2 separate regions of the Callithrix jacchus genome follow, and region 2 is linked to region 1. The links are chromatin contacts, called in public Hi-C maps. All regions are on one chromosome and are shown on one strand. The core of a region is the stretch at or near the end of the contact, and the rest is flanking DNA. Distances in the headings are between cores, read along the strand shown.

Region 1 (6,523 bases), core at 1,134-3,633:
TCTAGTCCTGTCACTTTCGGGCTTAGATAACCCTTAGTCAAATTTTCTGAGGCTCTGTTTTCTCATCTGTAAAAAAAAGAATAGTTACTTCTCTAAGGATTGCCATGTGTTTTGGCTGTGAAAGGATCTAGTAAGGAAAGAGGACGCTTCAATCAAGTGTATGAGTATGTGCAGCTGGGACTTGATCCAATCTTTGCAGATGAACGGAAAAGTGCCCCGGCTGTCTGCCCCCTCCCCACCCCTCAGCGTCAATCACAGGAACCTGGGAGGCGGAAGTCACCGGTGAGCTGAGATTGCACCACTGTACTGCAACCTGGGCAACAAGAGTGAAACTCTGTCTCAAAAAAAAACAAAAGTGCAGTACCAGTGCACAGGATCCAGACTCTGCCAGGGTTTAAATCCCAGCCCCAGAGGCTGTGAGACCTGATGTAACATATCCATGTCTCAGTTTCCTTGTCTATTAAGAAAAAGGTGGGGATGAGGAAGTAGACAAACCTCTAGCACTCATGGGGTCGTTAGAGCACTCAAGTTAAAACACACAGTGTTCAGAACAACACATGCAAATCAGCATTGAATGTTCTGAAGACACTGGCTTATCCCAAGATGAGGCCCACGGCTCTGGCAAGCTTCCAGACACAGCTGACCCCCTTCCCTTTAGCTCTCCACTTCATAATCCCTCTACTCCCAAGCATCTCACATAGAATCCACCCCATTTGTACCACCTGCCATTAGGGGACCACTGGTAGGGCTATCCTTTTGGCCTTGGACTTTGCAATTCCTGGCATTAAAAGGAAAGCAAGCGGCTTCAGTCAAAGAAATTACAACGTTCTCCCCAGTCATACTCAATAACAGGTATGTGGAACACCCCATGGGGAAGTCAAGAAGCACAAAACAGACCTGGAACAATTAATGGGTGTTTGAGGCTGTCAGAGTAAACAGCATCTCCTGCAATAAATCAGGAAAGTCTTGAGAGCTGCAGCTTAGAGATGCTGTTCATGCCAAATCATCCATTTAATCAGCAAAATGTTTACATGGAGGACTCTCAATGCACCCTGGTAATAACCAGGCTCTAGCGGCTCCCCCTCATTTCCACTTGTCCTTAAGTTTATTTACCCACCAGAACTCACTGCAGCTGAAGCTAACAAGCCTCTCTGTGCCCATCAGTATTATTAGCCCCTCAATCAAAGCATCAGTGGGGACTACTGGGACCCTCTGGAGATCTGAAGAAGAGTCCCTCTGCCAGGGAGAAATGGAGAACTTCTCTAAACAAGCTCTGCGTCTCACTGGTCTTTGCCAAGGATCAATAGTGACTAGTCAGTGTGTGAGACAGAAAATAAGAAAACACTCTTCATGAAAGAAATAACGTTTTGGGTATGTGTTAGTCCCTACTCCATCTCCAATGTCCAGAACACTGCCTCCTACATAGCAAGTACATGTCAAACAACTAGAATAGTAGCTGGCATGTCATAAGCCAGTGATAATTATTACGACTGCAAACGAATCGTTATATTTTTAAGGCAAGCTGAACTTTACGAGTTGTTACCCATAATTTGCAATCGAACAGCCTAAGTAAACACACTTAAAATGCAGAAGCCTTATAAAGTAGGCTTTTCAGCCCCTTGTTTTCTTTCTTTCTGGTTCAGAGTTACACATTTTGAAGACGACTTTTTAGCCATCTTCTGAGGACTTTCAAATCTAACGGCAGTAATGGTCACTGGGAAAGACATTGGAGCACTGCAGGACATCACCAATTACATTACAGAGCAAAAGGAGTCAAAATATGAAGACTTTCAAAATAGTAACAGACAGCACCAATAGCAAAATGTTAACACACGAGGAGTTTATCTGAAGTCCTACTTGAGATCTATTTATCAGTAGTGTTCAAATATGGGAAAATTAGTGTGAAAAAAATGGCAATGCAACACCTCTTATCTAAAAGATGTCGACATTAGTGTCGAAATGCTTCTTTATTCTGTTAATTCCGCATTTCCAGGTAGCTCCAACCACCCATCTCTGCATGTTAAACTGTGAAGTTGCTAACAATTTCCTCTGCGGGTGCTTCAGAAAGAACCATATCTTACACAGTTCTTACACATCAGTTCTCCACCTCATACCACATGTTGCATTTGACAATGGCAAAGGTTAGAAAACAGGTTGTTGCCTGGTTGAGCACCAGATGATGTGGTGAAAAGCAGGAGGGCAAATAAAAAAGGAGGATTATTTTTGCATTACTGGAGGAAAGGAACTAGCTCAGAAGTCAGCCTGATACCCGCAGAGATGAAAATGTCTTTTCCTTTCTGTTTCCCCATCCTAGTCTTCAATAAGTTCTATCTGACCACAGCTGCAGAGAGACTCACTATCTCGTGGTTTCTGTCAAGTTCCTGATTTTCATCCATAGTTGAAGATGAGCAAGAACTCTCTAACAGTGTTACCTTGGAGCCTACCTTGAGAGTATTTCAAAATGAGTGGTGTGTGACTCTCACCGATGAAGGCCTAGACGCAGGTAAGAAACAGCTTTTCCATGCAATGACTTGTGTGTATGTGAAAGGCGCATGGGAACAGAAAAGATTTCTGAGCTGGGCAGCAACAAGGCTGGGAAACGCTGGGCCATTGCCGCTTATATTTTTCTCAGTAGGTTACTTTTTGTTTGACAACTGTAATTAGCATATTAATATGGGGATCCAATTCTGAAATATTATCATTTATGATTATTTAGGGTTTCCAATCATGGCTGTCAAAATATATCTGTGATGAAGAAATATAAAATATAAATATTTATGAAGACAATATATTTACTTATAAAATAAATATAAAAATTACATATAAATATATACAAATATATTTATAGATTGTATATAAATATAAACATACATATACACAAATATAAATATTTATAAAGATTATATATAAATATATAAACATATTTATAAAGAAAATGTTTAAAAGGTATTCACCCAGGACAAACATTTCAAAAGCTCATAAATGTGTATCAAACTTGCTTCTGAAAACTATAAACTCAATTAGAGTAAAACTTATGTTAATATAAATGTTTTTGTTTGCAGTTGCATATGTGTACAGATATACACTTGCAATTAATTTTTTTTTTTTTGAGACAGAGTCTTGCTCTGTCACCCAAGCTGGGGTGCAGTGGCACGATCTCGACTCACTGCAATCTCCACTCCCTGGTTCAAGCAATTCTCCTACTTCAGCCTCCTGAGTAGCTGGGATTAGACGCACGTGCCACCATGCCTGGCTAATTTTTGTATTTTTAGCAGAGATGGGGTTTCACCATGTTAGCCAGGCTGGTCTCAAACTCCTGATCTCGTGATCCACCCACCTCAGCCTCCCAAAGTGCTGGGATTACATGCATGAGCCACTGCACCTGGCCAGTTACATTTATTTGTACATATATTTATATAGGTAAAAGCTTTTATCTTTGTCATTATTGGGATAAGTTACCCCATTAACATCTAATAAAATGCCTTTAAATTGTAAATCACAAAAATGTCCGGCCTATGCATAGCAAATATGAGTTCATTTGCTACTTACTTATAGTCTATGACTAACCAACTAAATTACTTCTAATACTTTAAACATTATAAATTAAATTACATTCAGGAGAAGCAGCACAGGCTCACAATGTCAGCATTTCAATCAAGCCCATGCAATCCATCTTGTCTATAAATATATATTTTTTAACCAATGACAATCCTATGGAGAAAATGAATCAAAGATCACGCTAGTAAAAAAAATAAATTGTAGTTTGCATATTCAACTTTCTAAAACATACAAACTTGATAATCAGTTTTAGCACTAAAAGAAAAACCTAGCTATTAAGTTAAAAACAGTGCACTCAAAAAATACGAAAATGGCAAATTTTGATTTGTAAACATGCAATACATTTTATATTTCTATAAAACTTATAAATACCATATCTACAAACATGCATACAATGTGCACACACAATTACACACTGGCATATATGCATGAACTATATATTGCCATGTCTGGCACAAAAAGTTGGGGAGGCTGGGCAAGGTAGCTCATGTCTGTAAACCTAGCACTTTAGGAGGCAGAGGTGGGTGGATCATTTGACGTCAGGACTTCGAGACCAACCTGGCCAACATGGTGAAAACCCATCCCTACTAAAAATACAAAAATTAGCTGGGCAGTAGTGGCACATGCCTATAATTCCAGCTACTCAGGAGGCTGAAGCAGGAGAATAGCCTGAGCCCCGGAGGTGGAGGTTGCAGGGAGCCTAGACTGGGCCACCTCAATAGGTGAGAAATTGAGACCCTATCTCAAAAAATAAAAAATAAAACACAAGTGGGGAGATTCCAAGGCATTCAAAGCATGAAGACTCAGGGGAAGTGGGTAGGATGTGAAAAAAGAAGTATAATTTGCTGAGGTGTTAACAGTGCCCACTTCACAGTTGAAGCAGGTACAGAGGGTGTGACTATCCTGAGCAAGGCCACCCAGCTTATCTACCCAGGAGCCTGAATCCTCTCAGCACAGGGAGGATGCCTTCACACCATTCATTGTGGGTGGCTCCTGCAGCCCACAGGATTCCAATCAGCCCAGCCTCACCATAAGTATATCCACTCCCTGCCCTTCCACCCAATCACCATTACCATGTCCTTCAATCTTCTTCAATCCTCTTCCACCATGTATTTTAGAATACTATTTAAAATTTCCTACTATAAAAATGTTTTATCTAGTGCTATGTACATTTAATTTGAGAAAAAGTTATAGCTAAAAGCATGATCGTAATTACTGCTAACATCTTTAAACAGAATACAACTGGGAAGAGGGGACAGGAGTAGGGGGAAAAAGCCTCTCCATGTCAGGACTGCCCCTCCTTCCCATTTCCTTATCTGTAAAACAGCACTGTAAGGATTAAATCAGATAGTATTTGTAAAGTCTTTAACACAGTGATACACCATGTGTTGTTTAACAACAGAGAAACATTCTGAGAAATGCATCGTGAGGTGACTTCATTGCTGTGCACAAATCATAGATTATACTTACATAAACCTAGATGATATAGCACATGCCATTATATAACTCATTATAATCTATGGGACCACAGGTATAAATGCAGTCCATCACTGACCAAGCTGTAATTATGCAGTGCATGACTGTATGTATAGAAAGTATGCAGTAAATGAGGTCTGATATCATTATTGTTTTCACTATTATAAAAACTATATCAACGTAAATGTATATGTAATTAGGTATCATACGATTTAGAAACATAATACAGATATTTCAATACCGTTGTAGATCAAAACAGGCAAAATATAACATAAAACTGGCTAAAATATTGCTTTTCTTTTTTTTTTTTTTTTTTTTTTTTTGAGACAGAGTTTCACTCTTGTTACCCAGGCTGGAGTGCAATGGCGTGATCTCGGCTCACTGCAACCTCTGCCTCCTGGGTTCAGGCAATTCTCCTGCCTCAGCCTCCTGAATATTGCTTTTCAAACTTTAACCCAGATCAGAATCACGGGGAAGGCTTGTTAAAACACAGTTCCCTGGGCCTTATCCCCCTAGAGCTTCTGATTCAGTATGCCTAGGCTGGGGCTTAATAATTTGCATTTCTAGAAAATTCTCAGATGACGCTGAATGCTGCTGGCCTGAGACACTCTTTGAGACCCACTTATCTACTGGTGAATTCCATACTCACATTTTTCGTACCAATAAAACTGTCTACAAGTTCCTCATTCAATCTAAGCTAGTTAATTAGTGAGCAAAGTAATGAATAAACGCCTGAAAATAAAAACAACACTGTATTATCCCCATGATTAAGCATTATGACTAAAAGCAAAAAGAGGGATGATCACAAGATATTTCCTACTATATCTACGATGCCTCTAAAGTGCTGAACAGACGAGTACTGTTCCCCAGAAGGACATTCACCATATAAAATGCTTCTAGAGTGAATTTAGATGTTGAGGCATCCCTAAGGCTAAGGCTCTGAGAACTCAGAATTCATCAGGTTTATTCCATTTGGCTCCAGCAATTCCTTAGAAGTTAATTCAGTAACAGGTGAGCTGTTTTAGCCTCCCAGTGTGAGCAGTCTCTAGAATACCAAAAACAGACCAGTCTAGGAGTTAGGCTGATGCCAACACAAGCATATCCCACCATGAGCATCCTCACCTGCAGAGGGCTGTCTAGTGGAGGCGGATGGACAATAAAGAGCGTTTCCTTCAACTGAAAATCATATTATCAGGACAAGAATGTCAAGTTTGTTTGGGTAGAGCTGTGGATCTCAAAGTGTAGGTCCTAGACCAGCTGAATCAACATCACCAGTGAGCTTGTTAGACATGCCAATTATTAACCCCAAACCTACTGGATCAGAAACAATGGAGGTAGAGCCTAGCAATCTGTTTTAACAAACACTCCAGGTAATTTGTTGCACACTCAGTTCTAGGTGTCCCCATGTCCTAGGAGAGCTCCAGTTTTCAACTGTTGTCCTGGCATAATCGAAAAAAGTACCCCTTTCTATCTCAAAAGTGTGCCTGAT
Region 2 (6,523 bases), core at 1,559-4,058, 48 kb after region 1:
ATAGAAAGAGAAAAGAAAATGGTCCAAAATAGAACAAGAAACACCAATTCTAAGGATGGGCAGAGGAGACCCCACAGGAAAATAAGAAGGAAAAGTGAGAAAAATAGCAGAGACATTCAGGAGACTGTTATTAGGCATTTATTACCTATCAGGCACTGAGCTCAGAACCATTCCCTCAAAACTAATACACACATATGTATGCATATATGCATATATCAGCAAAAAAAGTATATAAATACACAAGTTTACATGCGCATACAACATAACACGTCGTTTTCTTGTACTGAAGCACTTTGAAAATAAGCTGCAGGTAATCATGACCCTTCCCTTCTAAGTACTTCAATATGCATCTCTAAATACTCTCACTTGCTCACACCGTTAATATTTCTGGGAAGATTATTATTCAGAAATATCACCTAATCTAGAATCTGTATTCAGATTTACACAACTGTCTCAAAACACTTTGTATGGCTCTTTCCCCCACAGTCAACAATCACCACTCATTCATGGTGTTATTTCTCTTTGGCTTCTTTTAATCTAGGACTATCTGCTTCCAGCCTATCATGTTTGTTTGTTTCTCATGGCATTTATTTTTTTTACAAAAAGAATCTAGGCTGGTTATTTCATCAAATGTTCCATGTTCTAAATTTGTCTGATTGCTCACTGAAGATTTTTGATACAGTTTATTACAAAGCTATGCTGTATACATCTAATCGCATCATATCAGGAGGCACACAATGTCTAATTATCTCATTTTCGGTAAGTTTCATCATTCAGTGACCACCAGATCTCCTTGCTGAGAGATATACTTTTTATTACTCTAAACGACAAGGGAGTATGCTTTCAGACTGAAAGATCCTATTATCCCATGCCCATTCGCCCAGAGGCTTTTGGCCACAACTGAAGATTGGTGCCTGAATCAGTTATCCCACTGAGGTTGCAAAATGGTGATGTCCTAAATTCTACCCTTCTTCTACCTTTACTGTTCAGCATTCTTCTGTAAACAAGGGCTTTCTCATTTGCATCCTACCTTTTTGTAATCTGTACGTTTAATGTCACTATAAACTCCTGAATGTGCTTTGGCTTTCAATGTAAATTCACCTGTTACTATCATTCTCATTAATACCCAAATTGCCCCAGATCTAAGAGTGCCCTCAAGTGGGCTTTGTGTCCTTTTTTAGCATTTCCCCATTGGTCTGAGCACTTCCTTGCTTTCTGACCCAACGATGTTGCAACTCAGCTTATCCTTTTCCTGTGCCTGATCTGAAATCAGTTATTTCTCTTAAGGAGCCCTGGTTCCTTTCAGTGGCTAGTGAGAGTTCGAAACAAGATGAGCTCACTGACACTGGGAAGTCACTACTTCTGCATTAGCAGGGGGGTTTTACTTTTGTTATTTTAAAATGGCTTGATCAAGTTTACAGCTACTGGGGTGCCATGACTTCCGGACATACAGGTTTTTTTACTTTGTTTTATTAAGGACTTTGAGCAGGTATAAAGATTGAAGGGAAGTAGCCTCTAGACAGAAAGAGATGCTAAAAATACTAAAGAGAAAAGCAGTAACATATAGAGTTCAAAGAAAGATTAGAAGGGAGCAGGTGTAAGGCTGCATTTAAAAAATAAAAAGCATGGAGTAAAACAAAACTAGTCCTGGCATGTTTCACACAGTCCAAGGACATCACGAGCATCAAAGTATAGTGTACAGTATACATAGAAACGAGTGTTTAACAGATTTTTTTTTTTACACGCAGAGATTATATCCAAGGAAATAATGAAATGACATCTAACAGCTCCCCTGGGGCAGGGCAAGACATAAGACTATTTTCTTACACTGTACCTAAGTGACTCCTATTGAAATCCATTGGACATGTGAAACATCATCACAAAAGGTCTAAAAAAGACACGTACATTCAACAACAGATCCCAACATGTGAGCCTAGGACTCATAAAAAGTAAAGGTCTTTGACTTTAAATACAACTTGAACACCATCTTCAAGCTACATAAAAATGCACCTTTCACCCTTAAGTCCTACTAAGTTTGCAACTAATACAGTTGCTCCACTGCTGTATGCTCTATTTAATGAAACACGAATTCGTTTAACTGCTCAACTCCTAAGTTACTACCACAGTGTGTTTTACTAAAATCAAAGATCCTTCTAACAGGGATTAATACAGAAAAAAGGGAGGAAACATGTAACACTTTGGGTTAGAAAGTGTATGGGAGTCACTTCTGTCCAGTATTTCTACTCCCACTTAAAATTCTGGATATTTATATTCTTTTCCTTTGGCTATATAAGCCTAATCTTGAACAAACATACAAGTGGTTGATATTTCGCTAAGCAGTTAAAGCTGTTTTTTTCTCACAAATGGAAATCTGTATCCATCTTCACAGCAAAGGATAACTGCTAATGGTCTAAAAGCCCCATGATCTGCAGATCTCAGTACTGCTTGCCTGAGAAATGCAAACACCATCTCAGTGAGGCAAAAAGAGGTCAAGGATTCATTTCCTTGCCTGGCCCCAGGGAATAGGACCACATATTCCAAAACAATGCTGCAGAAGAACAGCCTGGAAAAAATTCAGTAATTCAGGCAACTCAACCCAGTTCCAGGAGAAAAAGGAACTGAGTTATGCAGAGCTTTGTGCCACTCTCATGAAAGATTAGCCTTGTGTATGGACTGATAAATAAGAACTGAAACACTCCGTGCTTCCCACATACGCTCTATTGCTGAGCGCCACTTCCTGTGACCACAACAGAGGGGTCATCAGAAGCACAACCTCTCCCAATTTGTCCTGTGTGCAAGCACCGCTGGGCCACACACTTAAGGAAGCTCAGAGCACTCCACAAAGGGTCTACTGTGCCTGCTGCAGCCCTGCATTTCACTGCAGAAGAGACTTAAACAAACTTGGAGAAGCAGGGGAAACTGTCAGGAGCCTGCCCTGGGGGAAGGACTAGGAGACTGAGTCCCAAAGGCATTTGTTTATTCTGTTATCAGCTGAGTCACTCCCTATATGAGCAATGTTCCCACTGAGTCACACCCTGCCTCACACCAGGTATTTGATTCTTAAGGGAACAGGAACCCCGGAGGTAGCTACTACTTCCCCTTCATTTTAGACATGTAAAAACTGATGCACAAAGGCAGTTAGTAATTATTGCAATATCCTAGCTTTTAAGAAATTGAGTCATGCAGTAGCCAAGGCCCACTGCATCCCACAAGCATGCAGGTAATCATTACGCTGCACTATCTGTCCACTATTCCAAAAGAGCAGTAAATAAAACCTACTTCACATTCCTAGATCTTAGCATATGGATTACTTATTGCTGATGAGTTATTCAATTACAGTTAAGGTTTCATCCCAACAAGAAAGCTCAATTCTCTTCCTGTATCAAAACAATCTCAAATATACCTACCATTAAGGGGCCATTCCAGTGGTTCTCAAGAAAATTTAGATATGTCTGGCGACATGGCTGGGTGCAGAAATCATGGGGTTCTACTGGCATCTAGTGGATACAGGCCAGGGATGCAGCTAAACCACCAACAATGCACAAGACAGCCCATCCACATGAAACTGAAACCCAAAACACAGTCAACAGTGAGTGCCAAGTTGAGAAACCCTGGACTATTCCAAATATTACAGGTGAAAGCTTGCAAGTCCATCCTGACTACCCAGATACAGTCCCTAGGGTAAAGGCTAATAGTGGGTGGCCATTTTCCTGGCCCCCAAAGTTTGGCATTGGGCAAGACTGCATGACCACGTATCCATCGGAAGTCACGAGGTGCCTATGCCACACCTCACCCTCCACTGGCAGCTCCCATGATCCACTTGCATAATCACAAAGTGAAGACAGGCTGGAGTTCTTAGACACGCCCAATATGCCAGACTCCAACTCTGCCACAAGCTCTGCTAAAAGTGTTTTGAGGGAAGTGGTTAGAAAACAAAGACTATGTTTGGACATTATCAGTTTATAATCCATCCTAATCCAGCCCCTATTCTATGCATAATCGAGAGTTGGATCTGTTTGTAGCAGAAATTCAGATTTCTTTTATCTTCATGGGTTGTAAAGTTTGTGAATAGGAAGATCAAGAGGGAATCAACAGAGGGCTGAGTTTATGCTTTGGTAGAAGAGGAAGTTCTTGGGTATCTGCAATTCGGCCTAAGAACATTCAGATTATTTCTAAACGTAAAAACTTTAGCACAGCTCCTCATTGAAAGTATGTGACCACAGCATTCAGCCAATTTTAAGTTATATTAACACATGTTGGTCAATGGATTCTAACTGAAGGTAAAGTCAATGGGTCATAGCAGCAGGAGTTAGGATCAAGTGACCTGATCAAGAGCTCACATCTAATGTCAGAGAAAACTGGCTGAAGGTAACATAGCAGCGAGCAGAACAGCAAACAATGCCATGAGCCCCAGGGGATCCACCTGTGGCATCCAAACCAGATGCAGCAAATCTGGGTTTTTCCATGCAGAAGAGTTTCCACCATTTATAGGTTAATGTCACTTGTTATAATCACCATTCATGATAGTCCGACTCTATAGCTCTCTTTATGTCAGTGGAGATAGAAAGCTGGGTCAAAATTAAAATCAGAAACTCATTTTAAACACTTTTAGAAAATGGCAAATAAAAAGAACATGGCATAGTTCTCTATGCTGCAGTTTCTGGAAAATAACTGAAGAAACTGAAGGCATCCACATCGTGCAGAACCTTAAACTCAGATCAAAAACAATAATATATATTCTCAAGCGTACACACATGCACATTCCTTTCCTGAAAAAATAGAAAATACTGGCTGACTCCTCAAGATGGGACTCCAGGAGAATGTTGAAGGGCCTGTGTACAGAATCACATTCAAATAAAACATGCTGCCTCCACATTCTTTCAGGAGCAAGGGAGCCCTGGCTTGGAGTCAAGCAGACATTAGTCTGAATACTGTCTGGCTATGAGCTAGCTGCCCTTTGATGAGTTATGTAACCATTTTAAGCATCAGTTTCCTCATCTGTAAAATGGTGGTAAAGGTTACTCATTGGCAAGGCTTCATCATGTTACCCAAGATCTTAGGCCATCCACGTTCCCCCACCGTGACAGCATCTCATGGCAGTCTTGATGCCTGTTCCTATAGCTCTCTCACCCCAAAACAACTTCCCTCTTCTTAACCTAGCTAAAACCAACTCATTTGCCAATATTCATTACCACATGCTCCAGGAAGGCTGCCCTGATGTCACCATTCCTGAAGCTAGATATGTGCTCACTCTGTTCCTGTGCTTCCTCCTTCAATGATGGTCCAGTGTCACACCTTGAAGTGTCCCTCTGTTCAGCCTCCCCCTAGACTGGAATCTTCCTGAGAGTTCCCTAATATGTTTCCACAGGGCATGGCAAGCAAGTTCTGATGGCTTTAGTAAGAAAATGAACAAAAGCCTTGGCAAAGGAAGAAATATCAGGGATAAAGAGGAGCCAAAGGTTACAATGTACTTTAGAAACAGAAGATTTCAACAAGGGGAAATCAATGATATCAAATGTTGCAAAGAGGTCAGGAAACAGGATAACTGAGAAAAAGACAACAGACTTAGAAATTAGGTCCCTGACAGCTTCTGAGAAGTGTGGTGAGTGTCAAACATTTAATGCTCTGGGTGATGAAACAAGATAAGGAGGTGGGAGGGTTTCTTCTTCTGAGGGAAGAAGAAAGTGAGATTCTCCTTGATTGAGCCCAGAGAGGGCACAGACAAGAGTGCCCGGGAATGCAGAACAGGGATGAGACAGCCACTGGCAGGATCTGACAGAAAGCTGCAATGGTTTCAGTGTCCCTTTCAAAATTCATTTGAAATTGATTTGCCATTGTGATGGCATTAAGAGGCGAGACCTTTAAGGGATGATTCAATCATGAAGGCAAAGGCCTCGTGAACAAAGTAATGATACTATCACAGAAGCTGGCCCTCTTTTTCCCTCAGTCTTGCATGCTCACTTGCCCTTCCACCATGACGCAGCAGGAAGGACTCACCAGATGCATCCCCTCCATCCTGGGCTTCACAGAATCCAGAACCGTGAGCCAAATTCATTTTATTTCTTTATAAATGACTCGATCTGTAGTATTCTGTTACAGCAGCAGACAGCAGACTAACACAGGAGCTAAGTAGAAGAAGGATTTCTGAGAAATAAGGGAAATGTAGCCAACTACAGAGAAAGAACAGTAACTTCTGTGAAATTGATTGGCATCGTGGACAGGTCTATGACTCAGAAGCACAGGACATTGTTTACCCAGCCTAAGAAGTCACAGTGCTGGGGGAGAAAGCCAGGGCCAATAGGCAGGGTGAAAGAAGTTCTAAAATATCCAGCTCTCCGTGGGATAAGGCTGGGAGCCTCATGACAGACAGAATTAAGTAGCTCGAGTAAATAATATGAAATATTTTAAATATATAAAATGCTGTCAGTTATTTTAACAACTTAAGATGTAATAACATGACTATAAATATACAACACATAAATACTATGAAAACCATGCAGGGGATCACACAGGCATCAAAAAA

The links. Hi-C and Micro-C count contacts between places; a contact is called where the count stands out from the background.
Region 2: a Hi-C map of skeletal muscle shows a contact between it and region 1, with 6 times the contacts expected there. The contact joins the enhancer-like site here to the promoter of P2RY14 in region 1. A contact is called at or near these places in 3 of 3 Hi-C or Micro-C datasets (induced pluripotent stem cells and skeletal muscle).

Annotation. Positions count from the first base shown.
Region 1 is chr17:33,956,298-33,962,820 of calJac240_pri, forward strand. P2RY14 (purinergic receptor P2Y14) reads left to right here and starts at 2,384. Exons shown (of 3, transcript XM_054247022.2): 1 at 2,384-2,503. All of the region lies in intron 14 of MED12L (mediator complex subunit 12L), which reads right to left.
Region 2 is chr17:34,003,528-34,010,050 of calJac240_pri, forward strand. The region is part of intron 14 of MED12L (mediator complex subunit 12L); the gene reads right to left. All of the region lies in intron 1 of P2RY14 (purinergic receptor P2Y14), which reads left to right. Among named protein-coding and RNA genes, the nearest start is that of GPR171, 30 kb to the right of the region's middle. Within about 2 kb of position 2,809, at least 6 of the 16 cell types and tissues checked have an H3K27ac peak or open chromatin away from gene starts, as enhancers often do.